Linked DNA regions of Mus musculus: regions 1, 2, 4, 5, 6 and 7 are each linked to region 3. Evidence: chromatin contacts called from public HiChIP or PLAC-seq and promoter capture Hi-C data. All regions are on one chromosome and are shown on one strand. Each heading gives the region's core, a stretch centred on a gene start, on an enhancer-like site or on the middle of the called end of the contact. The rest is flanking DNA. Distances are from core to core; before and after follow the strand shown. Region 1 holds the start of Akt1 (thymoma viral proto-oncogene 1). Region 2 holds the start of 1700127F24Rik (a long non-coding RNA gene). Region 3 holds the start of Ppp1r13b (protein phosphatase 1, regulatory subunit 13B). Region 4 holds the start of Siva1 (SIVA1, apoptosis-inducing factor). Region 5 holds the start of Cep170b (centrosomal protein 170B). Region 6 holds the start of Clba1 (clathrin binding box of aftiphilin containing 1). Region 7 holds the start of Adssl1 (adenylosuccinate synthetase like 1).

Region 1 (2,700 bases), core at 78-2,577, 770 kb after region 3:
AAGCCAAGAAGAAATCCCAGCTCAGTGACTGTCAGAGTGGGTGTGGCCTGGAGGCAGAGGGCTGTACTGCAAGATCTCTCTCGGTGGATGTCCCCTACCCCCACCCAGCCCCAAGGTCTGCTGATGACAGTCAGCTGTCCAGAGCCGTGTAAAAATAAATTCATACACACGGAGTGAAGAAACACAGCCATGTTAACGCCAATGTCCACATCAAGCCGACTTAAGCATGGGACACTCTTCCCACCATGCCATGCCGTAAGGGCATATGGTTGCTATTGTTAAGTCTTAAGAGTTCAGCCCCTCTGGGACACTGGCCCGTGAGCCACACGCCCAGCTGGGGCCCCACCAAGGCGACTCGCCCTTCACTTTAGTGATGGCTCTAGGCAGTCAAGGCTAGCCACCTGGAGCAAGACCAGGGGCCTGGGGGAAGGAGGAGTTTGGCCACACAGCAGAGGCCCAAGGTTCCACCACCGCCCAACTTAGAAACCAGTCCTCTTTAGACAATTCCATCAGCTCAGCCAGTATCCCGGATCCGGGAGACCGAGTCCACGCCGTCCTCAAGGCCCCCCCCCCCCCCGGCACCTCCAGAAACCACCTAGTCCAGGAAGCAGCTTCCGGGCCCAGGAGGGTTAGCAGTCCTTTGTGGGCTAGCCTGGGCACTGTGCCACCGCGCACAACTTTCTGTCCGTGGGAAATGAGTTCTCCTTCCCAGGGCCCTCCCACCGCACGCAGGCCGCGGGGCGAGCCTTTCTCCTACCCTCGCTGGCCGAGTGCCCGGGCAGCCCCAGGCCCCAGGGCGCACCGGCCCCCACTGCGCACACCAACAGCGCCCCTCTCCCGCGACCTGGCCCCGTGGAGCGGCCACCCAAGGTCACGCAGCGGCCGCCCGCACCCTCGCCGGCGTGGGCCTCCTGCGCGACCAGCCCGGCCCCGCGCGCTCCCCGCCCAGGCCTCCGCTCGGCCACTTCCTGCTCCTACTCCGAGGCGCGGCGCGGCCGGGAACAAAGCGGGGTGGCCGCGGCCCGGAACAGGGCGCGGCGCGGGCACTCACCGGGCCGCCGCGTGCGGGCGACTGGGCCTAGCCGGGCCGCGGCCTCGGGCGCCCGCCGCTCCGCATCCCGCGGGCGGGCGCTGGGCGGGGCCGGCTGAAGGCAGCGGCGTCCGGGCGCGCGCTGCTGGCCGGATCTGGGCCGCCGCGGTGCCGGCCACAGGACGCTGCTCGGTCCGCTCCGCTGGTCCCGGACTCGCGTGCGCTGCCGCGCTGGGCCGGCCGCCCGCCGACTCGGTGCTGCCGCCGCCGCCGCCGGCCCGCCTTCTCCCCGCCCCGCGCCCGCGCCGCCCGCCCACATCCGCCTCCGCCGCCCCGGGCGCCCCCGGCGCGGCCCGCGGCCAGGGCGAGGCACCCCGTGAGCGCGAGCGCGGCCCCGCAGGCGCCGCCCTCGGGTGGCCCCGAGCCAGGGCCACGCGGGTAACGGAGCCCCGCCGCAGATCCAGAGCTCCAGCTCTGGTCTGGGTTTCCCGGTTTGTGGGACCTGGCCCTTCCCTGCCTAGCTCTCCAGACCCCAAGGAGGGAGGCCAGCGTGGGAAGTGAATCAGTTTGACTCTCAAGAGGCCCAACTGTCCCCATCTTGGGAGCCGGGAGAGACCGGTCACCGGTGTCCTAAAGGCCAGCCAACACAAGAAAGAAGGCTATTGAGGGCTCATCCAACCCAGTACTGCCTGCCACAGCAACTGATAAGGACTCCCCAGGTGACAGGGAGGACGGGAGCACACCTGGACACCCAGAGGGGGCAGATTCAGGGGTAGGACTCAGTCAGCCAAGACCTTGCTGTGGACTCAGATGGGTGAGGCTTGGGGGGCGGTTCCTTATGGTGTCCCGGAATTGAAGAGTCAAGGTGGTTCCTGCCTCTTATCCATCCTCAGTCCTTCCCCCTTCGGCCAGCCTCAGCAGTTCCTGCGCAGGGCCCCTCCCTCGTCCCAGAAGCCCGACTTGATAGTAACCCTTTTGTGAATTTACCTTCATGTGTTTGGTATTTTTAACCAGGGGGCATTTTTTGTTTTTCATACAAGGGTCAGAGTTCACCAGGAGTGTAAACAAGAGGGTAGATTTAGTAGTCCACGCTATCGCCCAGGATGGAAATCGGAGCTCCTTCTCGGGCTCCTGGGGCTGACCTGGGAAGCACACCCCACTCCCGGAGAAGAACTCACTCTCCTCTCAGCCACGCCCCATACCCTTCAGACGGGGATGGGGATGGGGGGCTCTGTTCTGTGCCCTATCTGCTGCACAGCTGCCCCAGCTCAGAGAGCCTCCAGGGCGCTAAGTCAGAGGCTCAGCAGCAGTTCTGTTCTGCTCCAGCAGTATCCCTGACCCTGAGAGTGGCCTTCAGAGGCTGAGAGTCACACAAATATCCATCACTCGCCCAGCAAACCTTCACCCCAGGCCCCCAACTCCTCCTCTCCTACTTCCCCCATCCCGTTGCTACACAGTTAGAGCCAGCAGGGCGCCCTCTTGTGGAACACAGCAATTTCTGGCTGTTCTCTAGTGACCCTTCTCACTCGGATGCTCTTCCTGGAAGCCACTGTTGGAGACAGCTCCTACCTGTGGTGAGCCCTGTTTCTATGCAGTAACCAGTCCCGCCTCCCTTCTTTGTGTCTCTATCTTCCCCCGAGTCCGGAGTGGGTTGGGGGATAGGCGACTCC
Region 2 (2,700 bases), core at 94-2,593, 970 kb after region 3:
GCCTGATGTCCAGGCAGAAATGCTAGGAGCGCACCAAGCCTTCGCCTATGTTGTATTTGCAAAATAACCGGGTGAAGTACGGATTGCTATTGTTCTCAATTTGCAGATTCAGAAATCCAGGTGTAATGCATTCTCACCCAGATGCAGCCCTCCCAACATAGAGTTTTGCACAGAAACCAGTTATTCGTGACACTGGAGACTTGATGACTTGCACAGATCTGTGACAAGGGGAGAAGAGGGCAAGACCAAGAAGAGGCGAGATTCCCGATTGATCCCCTCTCTGTCTGTCCCCTCCCTAGGAAAGATGAGCCTCATAAGCACTCAGGTGGAGTAAGACTAAATCTAACTTCTTTACCCCTAACCACTCCATAGGACCAGCCCCGACTCCCTCCCTTCTGGGAACCCAGTTCTGCCTATCAAACCACTGGACTCATAGGGACCCTCTGAGCACATTGCAGGGGAGTTTCAGGAGGCTTCGTTGTGGTCCCAACAACTTCTACCCTGGGCCTGCTGGGCTAGGGAGGGTAAGATCAGGAAGAGATGGGATTCCCCCCACCCCCACCCCAGATGCACACAAACCTCTTTCCTTCTTCTAGGCCAACCTCCTCAGAGTCCCTCACTCACTGAGTAGGGGAATCCATCTCTGCCAAAGATGCCAGGTGAGGGCTACAAAACAGCCACTAGAGAAAGCCAAGAGGGCAGTGAATTGCAGCCACTTTACCAAATGGTTTGTGCCTCTATCTACCAATCTATGCAAAAGGTTTTATTTCCATGTCACGATGGGACAATACCTGATGAATGTGTCATTGTCGCAGTTTCTGGGAGCAAACCACAGGAGCCCCTACGGAGCCACCTCTCCCGAACCTCCTCAGCAGCTGCTCAGTTGCTTTATCATGATGCTCTGGGCTCTGGGAGCAAGAGAGTGTCAGACTAAGTGTAGACAGACAGGCACAGGTGCATGCTCTTATGCATTAGTCACCAAAGCCTTACCCACGTATTCATGTCCCAAACCATATAGATGGCTATAAATGTCTAGTCCCAGAACCCCTATGCTAGGTCACTGTGGGTTTCCCAAGTTTTGTGTCATAGAAAACGGAGTCTAGGACCAAACACCTCAGCCTGACCCACACCTCCTTCAGCATGGTCACCCGAAGGTCCAAGCTGAGTACGTTCTCCCAGACGAGCAGTGATGAGACCAGCTGGCCTCCTCTGGCACGCGGACATAGGCTGGGAAAGCTAGCCTAAAACCTAAGTCAACACTGCGGCCACCAGGGGGCACCCAGCTCCACAGATAAGGTGGGAGACCATGTTCTTGGAGCCAGAGAGGGCTCCGGAGGCAGAGTGTTGGCTGGGACCTCACATCATCATGACGACTCAGGGAGGTAGTATTGTGATGCCATTCTCCCACTGAGGACACGTGCCAGAGAAAGGGACATCATTGGTCCTGACACTTAGGGCTGGAAGACTTGGGCCTCAGAATTTTCCAAGTTTACCCTGAACCAGCTTGTGTCTAGCTTGCGTCCAGCTTGCTGCATGACTCCAGGAATGTTACTTGACCTTGAGGTTGATGGTGGTGTGAGGAAGCAATAATTGGACCCTGGGACCAGGGGTCTATCCTCAGCCAGTACAGGGGCTTCAGGGCTGCTGTTTACAGGCAGGTTCCTATTACTCAGCGGGAGGAGAGTTTGCAAAACTCCATCGACTCCTATAAAGAACCCCTGCTGCCTGATGCAACTGTAGAATGCCCACCTAACAGTGCCCCCTCCCCACTGTGGCCCTACCAGCCCAGAGCCAGTACAACAGGCAGGAATTGGATTGGCAGTGTGGACCCCCTTTGACCCTCCTGCCTAATGCCATCCAGGGCAGCCAGATTGGGCAAGGCCACCGCCTGGATCTGGCAAAAGTTACCGCCTGCCTCCCAGGCAGCTGGAGCTGAGTGCTGGTAGCGCAGTCTTTCCCACGCTCCGTGATGCCAGTCTTGGCACTCCAGCTCCGCCCCACCCTTGCCTTGCTGGGCCCCGGGCACCCGGAATGTGGCTGAAGATTCTGTCCCCCTGGGCCACAGATTCCTGTCTCAGTGGGTGTGGGCGGAGGCCCGCTTTCCGCCCTTTGATCCCGGCCAACTCCAGCTAGCGGGCCACGCCCAAACCCTGCCAGCCCGGCCCAGGCGCAAGATGGAGGCGGGGCTAGTCTCGACTCCCCAGGCTCTCGAACTCTGGCTCCTAGAGTTCTGGCTCTATCTTGGAGTTCTAGCACCAGCAGTGATTGACTCCTTACTACCCAATGTGCAGCCTGATGCCGGTCAGGGCTGCAGCCAGACAAGGAAATCCGAGACTCTTCTAGTACGGTTTCTCTCGTGGTCGCTGTGAGCTGGGTGGTAGTTTGCCTATCTCCAATCTCTCTCAACAACTAATCCTGGGACATGGGATCGACTAGAGGGAAGGAGAGGCACCCTCTAAGCCCAGGAAGACAAGGGCAGCGTCTCAGAACCCAAGGGGATGGGCTAGTTCCGGAGTCCACCAGAGGTGGTCTCCAGAGGTTATGGGAGCTCCTGAGATGCGCAGCCATCTGGAGAGATCACTTGCCTCAGTTTCCCCATTTACTGGATAGAATGACAGTAATGAATATCCTGTTTCCACACTTGTGGTGGTTGGAGTGGGCTTTGGACTTACTCCATCCTTCCAAGTGGCCTCACTACGC
Region 3 (2,700 bases), core at 24-2,523:
CAACAAGCCTAACACCAAAGGATTTAAGGATCAAGTAGGTTAAATCTTAAAACTCCACCAACACCAGGGGTTGGAATCAGTTCAAAAGGAGGGAGAAGAGATTATCAAGAAACAGGAAATTATTTGAAGGGGTGGTGGTTTGTAAACTAATGAGCTTGGGTGCAGCATAGCAGAACGACAGTATTCAAGTAAAAATGCAGAGACATATTTCCCCTCTGAAACGTGATCTTTCCACGTAGGCTTCAATTTTTTTTTTCTGTGGATCTGGGATATATAAACTCAGTGATAGAAACACTGGCCTAGTCCTGCAAAGCCCAGGTTTGACCCCCAGCACTTCTAAAACAAGCGAACAAAAAAAAAAAAATAGATTGTGTGTTATTTTATTAGTCTGAGATTTTTTTACTCAATAGACACTCTAAAAACAACACGCCCAACTGGGTACAATCTATGTCACGTTTTTTCCCATTAATTACGACGTATACACTTCACAAAAAGCCTATTTAAAAAAGGAGAGAATTCAGCATCCACTGCTGCTTGTACCGCACGCAGGTAAAGGAAAAGGCAAAGAAGGTGGCAACCCCCAAAACGAAGGTCTTCCTGGCCAAAAGCATCCTTAAGAGCAGGACAAAGGCTCGAGTGACACACAACCGGCTCAACCTTAAGGACATAGGGACATCACGCCAGGTGGAGCAAATGTACCCACGGAGAAGCCTCGGCAAGGGGATTCCTAAGATGGCTCTCTGAATCCACGCACGGCATGCGTTCCTCCCAGTGCAGGGGAAACACATATTCCGAGCGTGCGAACACCGCACCCGGGTGCCCTCGCCGAGGAAATCGAGGCACCGGTCGCTGGCCGGGAGGGGCCGTACACGCCGCAGCCCCGCGCAGCCCGCAGCCCTGCGGAGGCCGCTCGCCCTGTCGGCGACCCCGCCCACGCTCGCTCTCTCGCCCGCCCGCTGACAGCCGCCGCCCCCACCTGCCCCTGCGCTCGCTCGCCCTGCACGCCCGCCCGCCGCTTCCTCCCTGCCGGGCCCGCCTCGCGCGGGGGCCGGGGAACGAGGCGCCGCCGCCCGCACCCACCGGCATCATCGCGGCGCCGTCCGCCGCGCCCGCGCCGCCTGACAGGACGCCGCTCCGGCCGCCTCACAGGCCTCGCACCCGCTGCGGCGCCCTGCGGCCCGGCTGCGGCGAGGCGGCAGCTGCGGAGAGCCGCGCAGCCCTCGCTCGTCCTGTCGCGCCGCCCCGCGTGCCGCGTCGCCGTCCCTCAGCCGCCGCCACCGCCTCTGCCGAAGCCGGCCGCCTTCCGCCACCCACTCGGCTCACCCCGCAGGCTGCGGAGGCCCCGCCCCACGCGTCGCTCCCCCACCCGCCTACGCCACCTATGATTGGTCCGGTGGGGGTAGGCGGGATAAGAGGGCGGGGCTTCTCCGCCGCGGCCAGGTGAGAGCGCGCTCGTGCGCGTCTGCGCTCTCGGCGGCGGGGGAGGGGCGCGCTGCGGACGCCGACCCCGCCCCTCCTCCTGCATACCAGCAAAGGGGGCGTTGGGGCGCCCAGGGACCTCCGAACCTTGTGTCTGCGAGACTTCGGCTCAGGGTCACCTCGGACGAATAGGAAGCAAAGGACAGAGAGGAAAGGGCGGCTGGGTCCGGCCCACAGTCGCGACCGGTGGAGACTCGAACCTCTCAGGTCCGAGAGGCCAGTGGCGAGCTGGCCACAGACCAACTCTGACCGTAACATATACCCTAGGTGTCCAGCGCTATGCGAGGCTACAGGCCGGATCCTATCAGGCGGGCACAGGGTGTCCCCGATGTGTCTGCATCAGCCGATTGCATACCGCTCAGTGTCCCGGGCCCCAGAGACCTGGGACTCTGCCCCCGCTTCCACCGCGGGCTGAGCCATTGAAGCCTTCCTGGACAGGACATACAGGCTCTCAGCCTCAGCCCTTCACACGATCCATCCCAAGACCGAAGGACCCATCCCCACCTGTGTCAGTATCCTTGGAGATCCAGCTGGAACGTCCCAGGGCAGAGTCCAATCTGTACCTTCAGGGTCCAGGTCTGTCCTTAGAATGCTGTCTCCTGTGTCATTTTTCCCTCCAACTAGGGAGCCTGAGTGACAGAGGGTAGAGCAGGCCCCAGAGCAGACCCTCAGCAGAGGCTGCCGGGTGGGCAGGCACCCTTTCTGAGTACTCCACATTGTGCCATTTGCCTGAACTCTGACAGATGAGACACAACGGCTGATGAGCTGCACCGGGCTTAAACTTCCATGAGATTCCAGAAACATGAAGACAGCTGGATGACCCCAAACACAGAAAGGGTAGATCACCTTGGGAAGTACCCAACCCCTGGAGAGGGCAGCAGATGTTGATCAGGGGCAGTTTATAGCCTGTCTGGTTCTCTGAGTGGCGGGAGGCTGCTGCTAAGTCGGGGCAGAGAGAGGGAGGAGGCCAGAGTTACACCAGCCCCCTTATGGGCAGCCACACCTGAGCTTAAGAGGCCATGGGGGTTAGTGATTGAGAGCGTGGACTTTCCAGTTGAACAGACTTGGTTCCACACCACTGCTGACACACCCTCGCTGTGTGATCTTCAGCGAGCTCATATCTGTCATAGGATGTGGTAGGATAATAGTACCTCTCTCTCAGGTGTGATGTATGAATACTTCGAGCAGTTTGTGACACGTGCCAGCTGCCCTGTGAATTCT
Region 4 (2,700 bases), core at 44-2,543, 740 kb after region 3:
GGGACAAACGCATGACTCCACACAGAGGTATCATCCATTCTGCACAGTTCTACAACCGGGGAAACCACCATTTGGGGGTGGGGGTGGGGGTGGGGAAGCACAGCAGTCAGTAGTCACTGGACCCTATTGTCCTATTTAGAATTGTGCTCCTTCTTTATGTCGAAGGCCTAACTCCCAAGAGTCAGAGTGTGATTGTATCTGGATACAGTTTTTTGTTCGGTATTTTGAGACTGGGTCTCTCTACCTAGCCCAGGCTGGCCTCCAACTCACAGAGATCAGCCTGCCTCTGCTTTCTGAGAGCTGGGATTAAAGGTGTGAGCCAACACACAGGGCTGGTGGATATAGTCTTAAAGAGTTAAAACAGGGTCCTTAGGGCAGAACTTAATTCAAAGTACTGGGTGTTATTATGAGATGAGGACACACACACACATCCAGTAAGGACACAAAAGTTTTTATTTGTAGATTCTGGAAGACAGAAGCCTGCAGAGAACCTGACACTTTGATCAGAGACTTCCATTCTACAAAGTCTGGAGAATTAACGGGTGCTGTGTGTACACTCCGGGTCTCCTGTACTCCAAGATGAGCACAAAACTTAATGCACCCGAATAACTGACGTTCCGATTGTGTAGAAATAGAAGGACTGAGAAACCCCTCAGCATCACTGTTTTGCCTGTTCAACATGTTAGAAGACACCACAATATTTTTAAATCCTGACCAGCGGACCCGCAGGTGACGCCATAAACCCTCAGGCTCCCTGCCCAAGATCAGACCTAAGGGAACACAAGAGGAACTCGTAGGGGAAGATGGGTGCCCGTATCCACTAAGATCAGGAGCTGGGACAAAACCCGCCACCCTACTGTTTGATACTGATATCTCACCTATCACCTATCACCGTTGCTTAGCGACAACAGAGCCTTCAGGCTTTTCGCGCGCTGAGCCCCGCCCTCGATCTCGTGCTGGTTTATGCAGAGCCCCTTAGCACACGAGTCCCGCCCCCAACGTAGCATCCCGCTAATCCCGCGCCCCACCCCAGAGCCCCGCCTCTTAGTTCCCGGCCTATCCTGAGCTGTGACATAAACTAGCCCCGCCCCAACACAACCCCCCCCCCCCTCGGCCTATCCCGTGCCACGCCTTGCGCAGACCTCACCTCGCCGCGCCAGCGCCCTTGGCCTTTTCCCGCGCCCTGCATTCCAGCCACTGCCTCCCTCAGCCTATCCCTCGCCGTTAACTGCGTAAGTCCCGCCCCCGACGTCACTCCGGCCTATCCCGCGCAGCGGGGCCCGTTTGAGGCGAGCCCCCAGCCTTTCTCCGGCCTATTGGGCGCCGCGCCCTCGTCGGCTCGGGCCTCCGCCGCGGTCCGAGGGCGCCGTGACGTGTGCTCGGCGCGCGGCGCGCTGCGCGCTGCTGAAGGCTGTGTCTGGTACCCGCTACCATGCCCAAGCGGAGCTGCCCGTTCGCAGACGCAGCCCCGCTCCAACTCAAAGTCCACGTGGGCCTGAAAGAGCTGAGCCACGGTGTGTTCGCCGAGCGCTACTCACGCGAGGTCTTCGGTGAGTGTGGACTTCCGTGGGTAGAGCGCGCTACGCCGCGCAGGGCAGCGGGAGACCGCGGGAGCGTCCCGAGCGCTCACGGTGGATGCTGCTTCAGGCGGCTCCCGGAGAAATCCGAGTCGGACCCGAGTGCTGCCGAGCGGACTAGCCTAGCGCGGGACCGACGCGGGGACTGGGTTCGAGTGGGCGTGATGGCGTAGACTGCCCTGAGCCCTCGCAAGTGGCCTTTGTAGCGGATGGATGTTGCTGAGCATTGCCTTGCAGTGATGGCTTTCTGGGGCAGGTGTAACGCAGTGTACCGTAGCTTGGCGCAGTTTGCGGCCGTATAACTTTGAGCGGTGCCGCTGCGCCTTTGGAATGTGCGGGAAAACAAACTCCCTACGCAGCCCCAGTATTTGTCCTTTCCCTCTCTGTACTCTGGGAATGCAAACTCAAGTGCTGAGACGCAGGGGCGATGCGTGAAGGGACAGGACTGAGCTGCAAAGAGTGTGCCTCCCCCCACGCCCCCCAGTCTAGACATGGCCTGGCGTCGTGGCTTGTTTTTTGACGCCAGCACTCAGAAGGGAAAGGCATGGGCTTTATGGTGAGATGTCTTAAAACAGCAATAACAATGCAAACACGGCCCAGAAAATGCCTCAGCTGGTTAAAGTGCAGTCTATGCAAGCCTGGACATGAGTCAGGTCCCAAGAACATACAGTAGGAGAGAATTCCTGAAAGTTGTCTTCCGACCACACTCATAGTAACTAAATAGCCAAGTAAATTAATTTTTTTTAAATGTAAGCATGCAGTTGAAAAGAAGGCCTAAGTGTTAATTGGAACCTAACAGCCTGGCTCTACCCTTCTGAGGACTTGTGTGTTGGAGCATTTGCCAGGCCACTCAGAGCCAGCCAGTCAGGAAGGGGTGCAGGGCTCTAGCGAGTTTTATAGTACACACAGTTTACCAAAACCCCAGCCCACACTCTGGACTCTGCTGGACCAGGAGGCCTTAAGGAGAAAATTGCTCTCATAATGGAATGTGGGTTTGAGCCCCACCTGTGTTAAGAGTACCCCTCCAGGAACTCTTCCCATTTCTTGTTTTTCAGACAGGCTTTCACCGTGTATCTTAGCCTGGCCTTGAACTTAAGTAATTCTGTCTTAAAGTAGGAGGCAA
Region 5 (2,700 bases), core at 97-2,596, 810 kb after region 3:
CTAGGAAGACAGGAACGTACCCAGCCCTCCTCTTTCCAGTACCTGACAAGTCTCCTCTGCCTCCATCTCTTCCAGTTCCTGGCCTCTCCCTGGAGTCCTGGCCTCCCCCTCAAAGTACTCCCGTTTGCCCACAAAGACATCTAGAGCTCTCTCCAAGGCCTTCATCTCATCAGGTCTCAGCTGGCACAAACTTCCTGAGCCCCACTGTCCTTGGGATGACATCCAAAATTGGTCACGAGGCTACAGGTTCCTCCTCTGTCCATACCGCAAGCCAGGCTCCCCCATTTGGGCCTGTACTATAAGCTCGCACAGCCAGGCCCAACAACCTAGCACATTCTCATGCAGTTTTTCCTATCTGTCTCCTCTTGGCGGGCTTGCCTCTACTCTCGAGTTGTGTAGAACCCCTTCCACCTCCTTCTACAGGGCAGGGATGGGCAACTGTGCCCGCTGGCTTTGGAGCCTGGGCGGGGTGGATTGGGTTCACGAAGCTCCTGTACCAGCAGGATAAAGCGCACATTCCTAGGCCTGGAGTTCTGCTCTGCATTCCACTTCCGCCAAGGCCCTCACTAGTACCCTTCAACGGGAATGCAGGAATGCACTCTGAACAGTACTTTCTCCACCACTCTGCAAAGCCGCTCCGCCCCACGCTAATCCTTTCCCCCTTGGCACTAGAGGGACACCTGATACCTCCATTGTTGCACCAGGCACCAGCCAGCGGCCGGTGAGAACTTACCTCAGGAACTGGGAGAGCCTCCGGAGTTCCCCGCCCCTCCCCGTCCAGCCCACTGTGACATCCAGGTACGTTGGTGTCTTTGCCCACCATCCTGTCCCGAGCCCGTGGCCTATCCTGCAACGTCGAGGGCGCAGGAGGAAGAGACCCAGCTGGACGCACAGGCCTCTGGGATCCATCCTACTTCCTTCGCCCTGCACCCCTCCACTGGGCTGAAAGGCCAAAGGTTGGGGCTGGGAGAGCGGCTGGAGCTCGGGCTTCTGGAATGTGGTTAAATGTTAACTATTCGGCTCTGGGACAGGACGCTGGGCAGCCGTACGCCCTTTCTCGCAACCCTGGGATAGCCAGCGCCAGAGAGAAGGGGGTCTGAATGCACAGGGTGGCGGAGATGCGCCGCCCCAGGCTGGGCCGGGGACAAAGGTGATCGCCCGTTCCTGGTTGCCCGATCCGGTGCGCCGGGACGGGTGGACGGAACGGGAGGGGCCGCGCGTAACCTCTGGGGCGGCGCTGCGGAGTCCAGCTCACCTGCTGAGGCTGGCCCGCCCTAACCTGGTTTCCGGGGGGCGGGGCGTCGCGGGGCGGGGCATCACGGGGGCGGGGCGCGCCGGGGCGGAGCGTGTCGCGGCAGACGTCAGGGGACCCGCCGCGCGAGGCCGCGGTCCGGCGCTCTGCCCGTGGGCTCGGCCGGGGCTGCCGCCAGCGTGCGGGCCGCGCCGGGCATGTCCTAGGCGGCGGCCCCGCCCAGCGCTCGGCCGGGCGGGCAGAGGGCCGGGCTGGGCCGGGCAGCGTCCGGGCGGGCGAGCCGCGGGCCTGGCGGGAGCACAGGTAGGACGCAGGAGGGGCCGCGCCAGCCCTGCGCCCACGGCGGCAGGGCCTCCAGCAGGGCACCTGCGTGCCTCCAGGCCACACCGGGGCGGGCGGGGCTGGACAAAAGCGGCGGTGAGGAAGGGGCTGGGCGAGGGCCCGGCACACCTGGCCCGGCCAGCGCTTGCCGATGCTGCCCATGTCTGCGCGCGCCCGGGAGGGGCCTCCTGGCACCGGCGACAAGGCCTGGCCCCGCGCATGTCTACGCGGCCTGCCGAGCTGGTAGACCTGGGCGCCCGGTCCCCGCCCGGGCAGGGCCAGCGCTGATTCAGGATACAACGCCGCTCCCTCCCCCTCTGGGCCTGGCGCGCCTGCCCGCCTCCCGGCCTCCTCCCGGGTGCCCGGTCCCCCCTCCTTCTGCGGTCCCTCCCTCCGTCTTCCTTCTCTTCTCTCCTTTCCCTTTAGCCGCCACCGTCTCCCTGCTTTCTCTGCCTCTGGGCTGTCCGCGGCCAGGAGGGGACCTCCTCCTGTCTGCTCCTTTCAGCCACGGGGCTGCTCCCTGCCTCCCACTGTCTCTCAGCATCTGCATCGCCACCTCCTCCTTCACCTTCGGGTGGTGGCTCTTCTGCTTGGCGCGGCTGAGGGGACAAGTTTGGGGTGTTTATTATTCTCCCTCCTAGCAACGATGGCCGGGCTAAGCCTAGCCCCAAACCTCCTACAGCAAGCCCTGGCTCAGAAGCCTTTCCAAGTTGGACTGGCGGTGGCAGTGGTCACCCCATGACCAGGCTCTGGGGGTTGGCCTCCCTCTCCTCTAAGGGTGTCCCCGTGCCTGCTGTCCACAGTGAGATGATGGCAGGCAGGTGATGTCAGAGTAGGAGACATCCAGGCTGGGTGGGGCTGGGAGGCTCAGTGACGCCCTGGGTCTGGGGCCTGGGGGGGGGGGGGGCTCCCTCCACAGCCCTGACACCTTTGCCAGTAGGATTGGGTCTTTCTGAGAGTTGGGGCTATGGATACCCAGTGAGGTCCTAGAGGCTGCAAGGGCATTGAAATCTTGCCCCTTTAGCCCTTGCCTCTCAAGCTGGGCCCTAAGGAAAGGGGACCTCAGAGCAGGGTATGGGTATGTTCCTGACCACCTGGAGCTGTTTTCTGGGGAGGCAGGTTTCTTT
Region 6 (2,700 bases), core at 108-2,607, 900 kb after region 3:
AGCGAGACAGACATGAGGAGACACTAAAGGTGGGAAGACCCGCTGCAGCCCAGTCCTTTGCCACTGTGTGTCCCACTGTGGGCCCAGGCCTCAGTTTTCCTGTCCTTCCAGCTCCCCAGACGTCAAAGTCAGCAAGGGCAGCAGGTGAGGGGAACTGGAGCCTTGGGAACGGACCGAGAGCAGGACCTGCTGGGTCAGAGTGAGGCAAACAAGCCAGTGTCTGTAAACACAGACTGTGTCTGCACCATCCTACCGGGCCACTGGGAAAGCTGGGAATAGCTGCACCAAGCCATGGTCCTGAGCTCTCTGCCCGCAAGCCTCAGTGAACAGTGCCAGGCTCGTCTGCCCAGGGGAATGGGGAAGGCTGTGGTCCAAGATGCAGCGAATGATCTCATCTTGTCACTTTTAAATCAAATTTTCCAGTAGTTCTCCTGAGGAGGCAGGGGATGAGGGACTGCATAATTCATGCAAAGGACAGAGCAGGGCCTAGGGAAGTCCAGGGGGAAATCTGAGTATAGAGGAAGGGGCTGAAGTTGGGTTTAGATGCAGGCCTGACCCACCTCTTTCTCAGGGGAGGTTGTTAATGGCTGCTAGTCTAGGGTGACTTGGATAAAGATGTGACAGGCTGAAGGCTGACTTCATGAAGCTCAGGATGGGGACATATGGAAAGGGCCAAGGATTTCTGTGGCTGGGGCTGGGAGAGGGGCAAGGTTAGTTCATCAGGGCCCTGCAGGGGCCTGTGAGTCTCTGCCTGTCCATGACCAAGACTGACCCTGCTCCGCCTTGGGTCCGGCTGGTGACCCGGCCCAGACTGTGAGCACACGAGGCAGGGCAGTGGCTCTCCTACTCTGCAGGCAGTAGACGCTCATTCTTGCAGAAGGGAATGTGATCTGGAACTGAACTAAATCAGGTAGACAGAGTTTTCCCCATAGCTTCCAGACTTGAGAAAGCATCCAATAGGAGAGCAAGGAACCAGGGCCGGAGGGTGTGGGATGAGGGGCCAGTACCGTGGCAGTGGCCTTACTCCAGGGCCAGGTATGCGACTGCAAGGGACATATCGGACACAGAGGCACTGGGCGCCATAATAAAAAGAGAACTGCTCCCACCGATATTTGTAGGGCGGGGGAGGCAGAAAGACCAGTCACGATAGCAGGCTGGGACCCACTGCAGAGCTGCCAGCATCCTCCAGTCCGCAGCAACATAAGTGGTAGTCGGGAGAGGATGGGCATGGGCGGGGCGCTGTTGGCCACGCCACACGGTGGCGTGCTGACGACACTTAAAGCACGCCGGAAGCCTGCTGGCACGCATCGTTGCCGGGCAACGCGCGGCGCTGGTTGCCGGCTAAGCTGGCTGTAGTATCTCCCCGCCGGGCGCCGGGAGGCGCGTCGCGGCGGCGAAGGTGGGTGCGCGCCTTGCGGGCCTCTGGGAGCTCGGGACCCCCTCCGTCTGCGCCTGGGACCTGGTCCCGGAGCCCGCGAGACTCCCGTCTGGGACGCGATCCCCGAGCTCCCTGCCCTCAGCCTCCGGCCTCGCAGACCGGGTTCTGCAGCTCATCCACCAGGACTTGCGTCTGCCCACAGGCCCTCCTTCGCCTCACTTGTTTGGCCCTAGGATACGCCCCCGTGCCGGACTAGTCATCCGCGAGTGCCAGGAGGGGTCGACTCCACGGAGGCACGTGAACACTCCCAGGAAGCCCTGGGCAACTCCAGCTCAGCCGCTGCATGTTTTTTGAGCAGCTTTCCTTCGGGTCGGCTGGCCTGGCTACACCAAGATGCAAGGCGGGCAGGAGGTGGGGAGAGAGTCAGTGAGTGACCTCGCAGAGGAGCCTGGAGAGGGGTCCCCCCACCAGACAGCTAGAGGACAGAGTGGTGATGGTTTGGAACGGAGGCGGATCTGCTGCGACGGTCCCGTGGTTCTGCCGGACACGAACGCTAACAGCTCCAGGCTGGATGAGGGTCTTCCCACCAGCTGTCCACACCCGGGGGAGCTCAGCGGCGGGTGGGGAGAGTTCGAAGGCTTCCGGGAGTCTTCAGCTAAGTCGGAGCAGTTTTCTCAGTCTTTTGAACTCCTGGGGAGAGCCACGGAATGTCAGCCGCTGAGAACCCCTTCAGTCCCCGAAGAGGGCAGTTCTTGCCAGGTGCAGCAGGGTGGACCCTGGGTGACAGGAACTGCTGCTGGCCCATCTTCAGAGGTATTTCCGTGGTTGAGTGGGAAGTATTTTGTCATTAGACTTTGCCCAAGTCTCTGTGCCCTGGGAATGTGGGGGTTTGGCTAGCCTTCTCTTCTCACCTAGTTTGTCTTTTGCTGTGTGGTTGGCTGTCCTCTGCTTAAAAGGAGGACAAGGAAGCTGGGCACCACCCGCCTTTAATCCCAGCACTCAAGAGGCAGAGGCAGGCGAATCTCCAAGTTCGAGGCCAGCCTGGTCTACAGAGTGAGTTCCAGGACAGCCAGGGCTACACAGAGGAACCTAATCTTGAAAAACAAACTAAAAAGGGGGGGGGGGGGAGGACAAGGAACAGAGGGCTTGGTCAGGGGACTGACATAGGGTCCCACACAGCCCTGAGAGCTGACCACACCTTTGCCTCCTCCACTGCCTCGGAGCCATTCCCCTCAGTGGCTCACCCCAAACACAGATGAGGATAAATAGAAAGAGGTGGGGGCAGGGTAGCCTGCTGTGAGGGCCACTCCTCCTGCAGTCAG
Region 7 (2,700 bases), core at 119-2,618, 710 kb after region 3:
AGCCTCTCTCCTCCCTCAGTCCTCAGAAGCTGCTGTGCCCCCTACCCTTCCTCCTGTGACAACCCCCCCCATATTCTCCTGTTTACCCCTTGTCTCCGTTCCTGCATCAGCCTTCTCTGCCTGCTTTGCCTTCTGAGCACACCTTCCTGAAAGACCTTATCAGGGATTTCTGCCTGTCCCAGCCACTGCTCAGGAGATCTTGGCCTGAACCACTAACTCTAGATGCCACGTCTACTCGCTTGCCCCCTCCCCACTGTGGCACTGAGTGAGGTAGAGAAGGATATTGTAATCTGCACACAAAGACTGTAAGGCTCTTCTAAGAAGTAGTGTCCAGATCCGAGGCCCTGACTGCTTCAGCCATAGCAACTGAAGAGAGTGTCTATGTCCCTATGTGAAACAGAAGACACAGACCACCATGACCTGCACAGCCAGGGAGGGTAGCAGCAGTGTGGCTGAGGCTGACTGGGAATAGCCTCTCTTCCCCAAGCTGGGGGAGGGGGGGTGTCAGTCCCCCAGAGGGTGTGTCTAGTCTCACTGGTCTTGTGACAGTCCTGCGAACTGCCCCCAGGACAACTAGGAGCCTGACTGCTCTGTGAACCTGTCCCAGGGGTCAGTTAGCACACCCTGGAAGGACACGCACCAGTGGGGGGCTGGGGGGAGCATGCCACACAGGCCTCCCAGCCTCAGGACTTTCCCTTGTCCCTGTTTCCAGTCTGGACTGAGTGGCAGAAACCATCGACCCCGAGGTCTCTTGGAAAGTTGAATCCTCCTCTGCTCCTGTGTCCCTCAAGTTGCTCTGACCCCGAGCGGATGTGGGTACTTCATCTTACACTTGGCGCTGGGCTAGTAGCTAGCTACAGCCACCCAAGAGCTGCATATCCTGGGCCAGCAGGGGTGACTATGTGGCCTGGTGGAGAGAGATCGTCTTAGTTAAGGTGACTTTCTGGGCGGCTCTCAGGAGAACCGTTCCTGGTCCTGGACTCGAGGTTCAAGACGGGAAAACAGGTGATCCCGCAGGCAGATCCTCCAGATTAACGGCAAAGAAACATCTGTGGTTCTGCTTTTGTTAACCGCTCTCTTGCCCCGGAAAAAGCAGCCTCCTCCGCTGTTTGTGCAACCCCAAACCCTAGTCCTAGCAGGCCAGTGGGCAGGGGTAGAGTCCGGGTCGTGCAGCACTGGCACCTCTCACGTCCTAGGGTGTTCTGAGTCATCTGCTTGCCCAAGTCGTGTCGGGGCGTCTAGCACCCTAAGTGCGCGCCATCTGCAGCGACAGCGGCAGGGACAGGGAGCTGTGGCCGCAGGTCACCGAGGTGCGTCACCGCGTGCGCAGGACCCGCCCCCGGCCCGCCCCCCTCTCTAGGCGTCCGCATTTAATGGAGCGAGAGCTCTGGCGGCGGCGGGCTCTCGCTTGGCCCAGAGCAGCAGAGGAGCTAAGCCAGCATGTCCGGGACCCGAGCCTCCAACGACCGGCCCCCCGGCACAGGCGGAGTCAAGAGGGGGCGGCTGCAGCAGGAGGCGGCGGCGACAGGCTCCCGCGTGACCGTGGTGCTGGGCGCGCAGTGGGGGGACGAGGGCAAAGGCAAGGTGGTGGACCTGCTGGCCACGGACGCCGACATCGTCAGTCGCTGCCAGGTGCGGGCCAGGCGCCGAGTCCCTCCCTAACCTGCCCAGCGAGCCTCTCCCCTTCCCCGGGATCCGGACGAACCCCTTCCTCCTGTGCCCTGAGTGGGTCACAGCCTTTTGGATTCCTCCCTCCCAGGAGTACCTTCCCCACTGCCTAAGTCCTCCTTCCCACACACACCCTCTCACACAAAGCTCTTGGCCTCCCACCACCCACCCACCTCCTCCCCAGGGCAATGGCAGGAGCCCGAGCTAAAAATATAAGTCGCTGAGTTGAGGACATGGGATCCTCAGGGGTAGGGCGTTCCAGGGCGGTGATGGTGGGCCCTCCAGTGGGGAAAGCCCCAACGGGGTGGGTCGAGGTACCCTAAGATGCAGCAAAGGGTGAGAGCTGCTTTCTGAGAAGGGGGGTGTCCTCGGCGAGTCAGCCAGGCAGAGACAGGATGAAGATAGGTTTCTAACCTAGAGGAACGCAGGGTCAGGAGCCTAAAGCAGAGTTCAAAGGGGTCTGGCTGACATGGAGAAAGGAGGAGTCACAGATTTCCCGGGCAGGGTGTGACCCGGTGGCTGGTAGTGCTCAGAGAAGGCCAGAGACAGTCTTTGTGCCCTTGGCCAGCTGCAAAGTGCTCTGAGCACCCACATTTGTTCTGACTGACTCTGGACAGCGGGTGGGTACTCTCCTAGGGCTAGCTGCCTGCTCTCCTTAAGTCTCTGTGGTGTTGAGCTGCAGCTAACAGCCACACTGCCTCTGCGGTGCCATCCTCAGCACAGAGGGCTCGGTTTGAGGGAAGATACTCTGTGATACTGGGTTTGGAGCCACACTTATGGCTGCTGACCCAAATGAAGGTGGGAACACCTGCTGGAGTTCTGTCTCCCTGGTTCTGTGGCTTTCTTGCTGAGTTCCCGAGGACTCCTAGGAGGCCTCCGGAGGCATAGCTTGGTTCCCTGGGCCACATTTGCCCAGCTGGGGATGAGGATTTCTGGAAACTCTCTTAAGAATGAGGAGCTACCCTGCTCTCTCACCCTGTTCACCCCTCTCCCTTGAAGTCTCTAGGTCCTAAGGACAGACCTTGGGCCTCC

What was found. Promoter capture Hi-C pulls out the DNA fragments that hold promoters and counts their contacts. HiChIP or PLAC-seq counts read pairs in DNA pulled down with a chosen protein or histone mark.
Region 1: a promoter capture Hi-C map of liver shows a contact between it and region 3, with 4 times the contacts expected there. The contact joins the promoter of Akt1 here to the promoter of Ppp1r13b in region 3. A contact is called at or near these places in 7 of 39 promoter capture datasets (the 3T3-L1 cell line, the C10 cell line, hippocampal neurons and 3 more) and 3 of 115 datasets of contacts at active chromatin or transcription factors (memory CD8 T cells, pancreatic cancer cells and pro-B cells).
Region 2: a FOXA1 HiChIP or PLAC-seq map of pancreatic cancer cells shows a contact between it and region 3. The contact joins the promoter of 1700127F24Rik here to the promoter of Ppp1r13b in region 3. A contact is called at or near these places in 2 of 115 datasets of contacts at active chromatin or transcription factors (memory CD8 T cells and pancreatic cancer cells).
Region 4: a contact with region 3 is called in a promoter capture Hi-C map of liver, with 4 times the contacts expected there. The contact joins the promoter of Siva1 here to the promoter of Ppp1r13b in region 3. A contact is called at or near these places in 3 of 39 promoter capture datasets (hippocampal neurons, liver and stem cell-derived epiblast-like cells) and 1 of 115 datasets of contacts at active chromatin or transcription factors (pancreatic cancer cells).
Region 5: a contact with region 3 is called in a FOXA1 HiChIP or PLAC-seq map of pancreatic cancer cells. The contact joins the promoter of Cep170b here to the promoter of Ppp1r13b in region 3. A contact is called at or near these places in 2 of 39 promoter capture datasets (cranial neural crest and pre-B cells), 2 of 484 Hi-C or Micro-C datasets (both in embryonic stem cells) and 1 of 115 datasets of contacts at active chromatin or transcription factors (pancreatic cancer cells).
Region 6: a FOXA1 HiChIP or PLAC-seq map of pancreatic cancer cells shows a contact between it and region 3. The contact joins the promoter of Clba1 here to the promoter of Ppp1r13b in region 3. A contact is called at or near these places in 1 of 39 promoter capture datasets (erythroid cells) and 3 of 115 datasets of contacts at active chromatin or transcription factors (fetal liver, pancreatic cancer cells and thymic regulatory T cells).
Region 7: an H3K4me3 HiChIP or PLAC-seq map of embryonic stem cells shows a contact between it and region 3, with 4 times the contacts expected there. The contact joins the promoter of Adssl1 here to the promoter of Ppp1r13b in region 3. A contact is called at or near these places in 1 of 484 Hi-C or Micro-C datasets (natural killer cells), 2 of 115 datasets of contacts at active chromatin or transcription factors (embryonic stem cells and pancreatic cancer cells) and 1 of 9 other capture datasets (embryonic stem cells).

Annotation. Positions count from the first base shown.
Region 1 is chr12:112,672,949-112,675,648 of GRCm38.p6, forward strand. Akt1 (thymoma viral proto-oncogene 1) reads right to left here and starts at 1,328. Exons shown (of 14, transcript NM_009652.3): 1 at 1,052-1,328. Gm30150 (a long non-coding RNA gene) reads left to right here and starts at 1,528. Exons shown (of 3, transcript XR_381988.3): 1 at 1,528-1,749; 2 at 2,071-2,604.
Region 2 is chr12:112,874,483-112,877,182 of GRCm38.p6, forward strand. 1700127F24Rik (a long non-coding RNA gene) reads right to left here and starts at 1,344. Exons shown (of 6, transcript XR_873068.2): 1 at 1,131-1,344; 2 at 792-908; 3 at 580-680; 4 at 1-218.
Region 3 is chr12:111,906,782-111,909,481 of GRCm38.p6, forward strand. It overlaps Ppp1r13b (protein phosphatase 1, regulatory subunit 13B), which reads right to left and starts at 1,274. Exons shown (of 17, transcript NM_011625.1): 1 at 1,081-1,274. The coding sequence starts at 1,089.
Region 4 is chr12:112,643,535-112,646,234 of GRCm38.p6, forward strand. Siva1 (SIVA1, apoptosis-inducing factor) reads left to right here and starts at 1,294. Exons shown (of 4, transcript NM_013929.2): 1 at 1,294-1,550. The coding sequence starts at 1,433. It overlaps Gm30101 (a long non-coding RNA gene), which reads right to left and starts at 1,233. Exons shown (of 3, transcript XR_381987.3): 1 at 1,148-1,233.
Region 5 is chr12:112,720,828-112,723,527 of GRCm38.p6, forward strand. It overlaps Cep170b (centrosomal protein 170B), which reads left to right and starts at 1,347. Exons shown (of 19, transcript NM_001024602.3): 1 at 1,347-1,555. Gm46382 (proline-rich extensin-like protein EPR1) reads right to left here and starts at 1,339. Exons shown (of 2, transcript XM_017315329.2): 1 at 734-1,339.
Region 6 is chr12:112,807,618-112,810,317 of GRCm38.p6, forward strand. It overlaps Clba1 (clathrin binding box of aftiphilin containing 1), which reads left to right and starts at 1,358. Exons shown (of 5, transcript NM_145450.3): 1 at 1,358-2,191. The coding sequence starts at 1,772.
Region 7 is chr12:112,618,679-112,621,378 of GRCm38.p6, forward strand. Adssl1 (adenylosuccinate synthetase like 1) reads left to right here and starts at 1,369. Exons shown (of 13, transcript NM_007421.2): 1 at 1,369-1,632. The coding sequence starts at 1,441.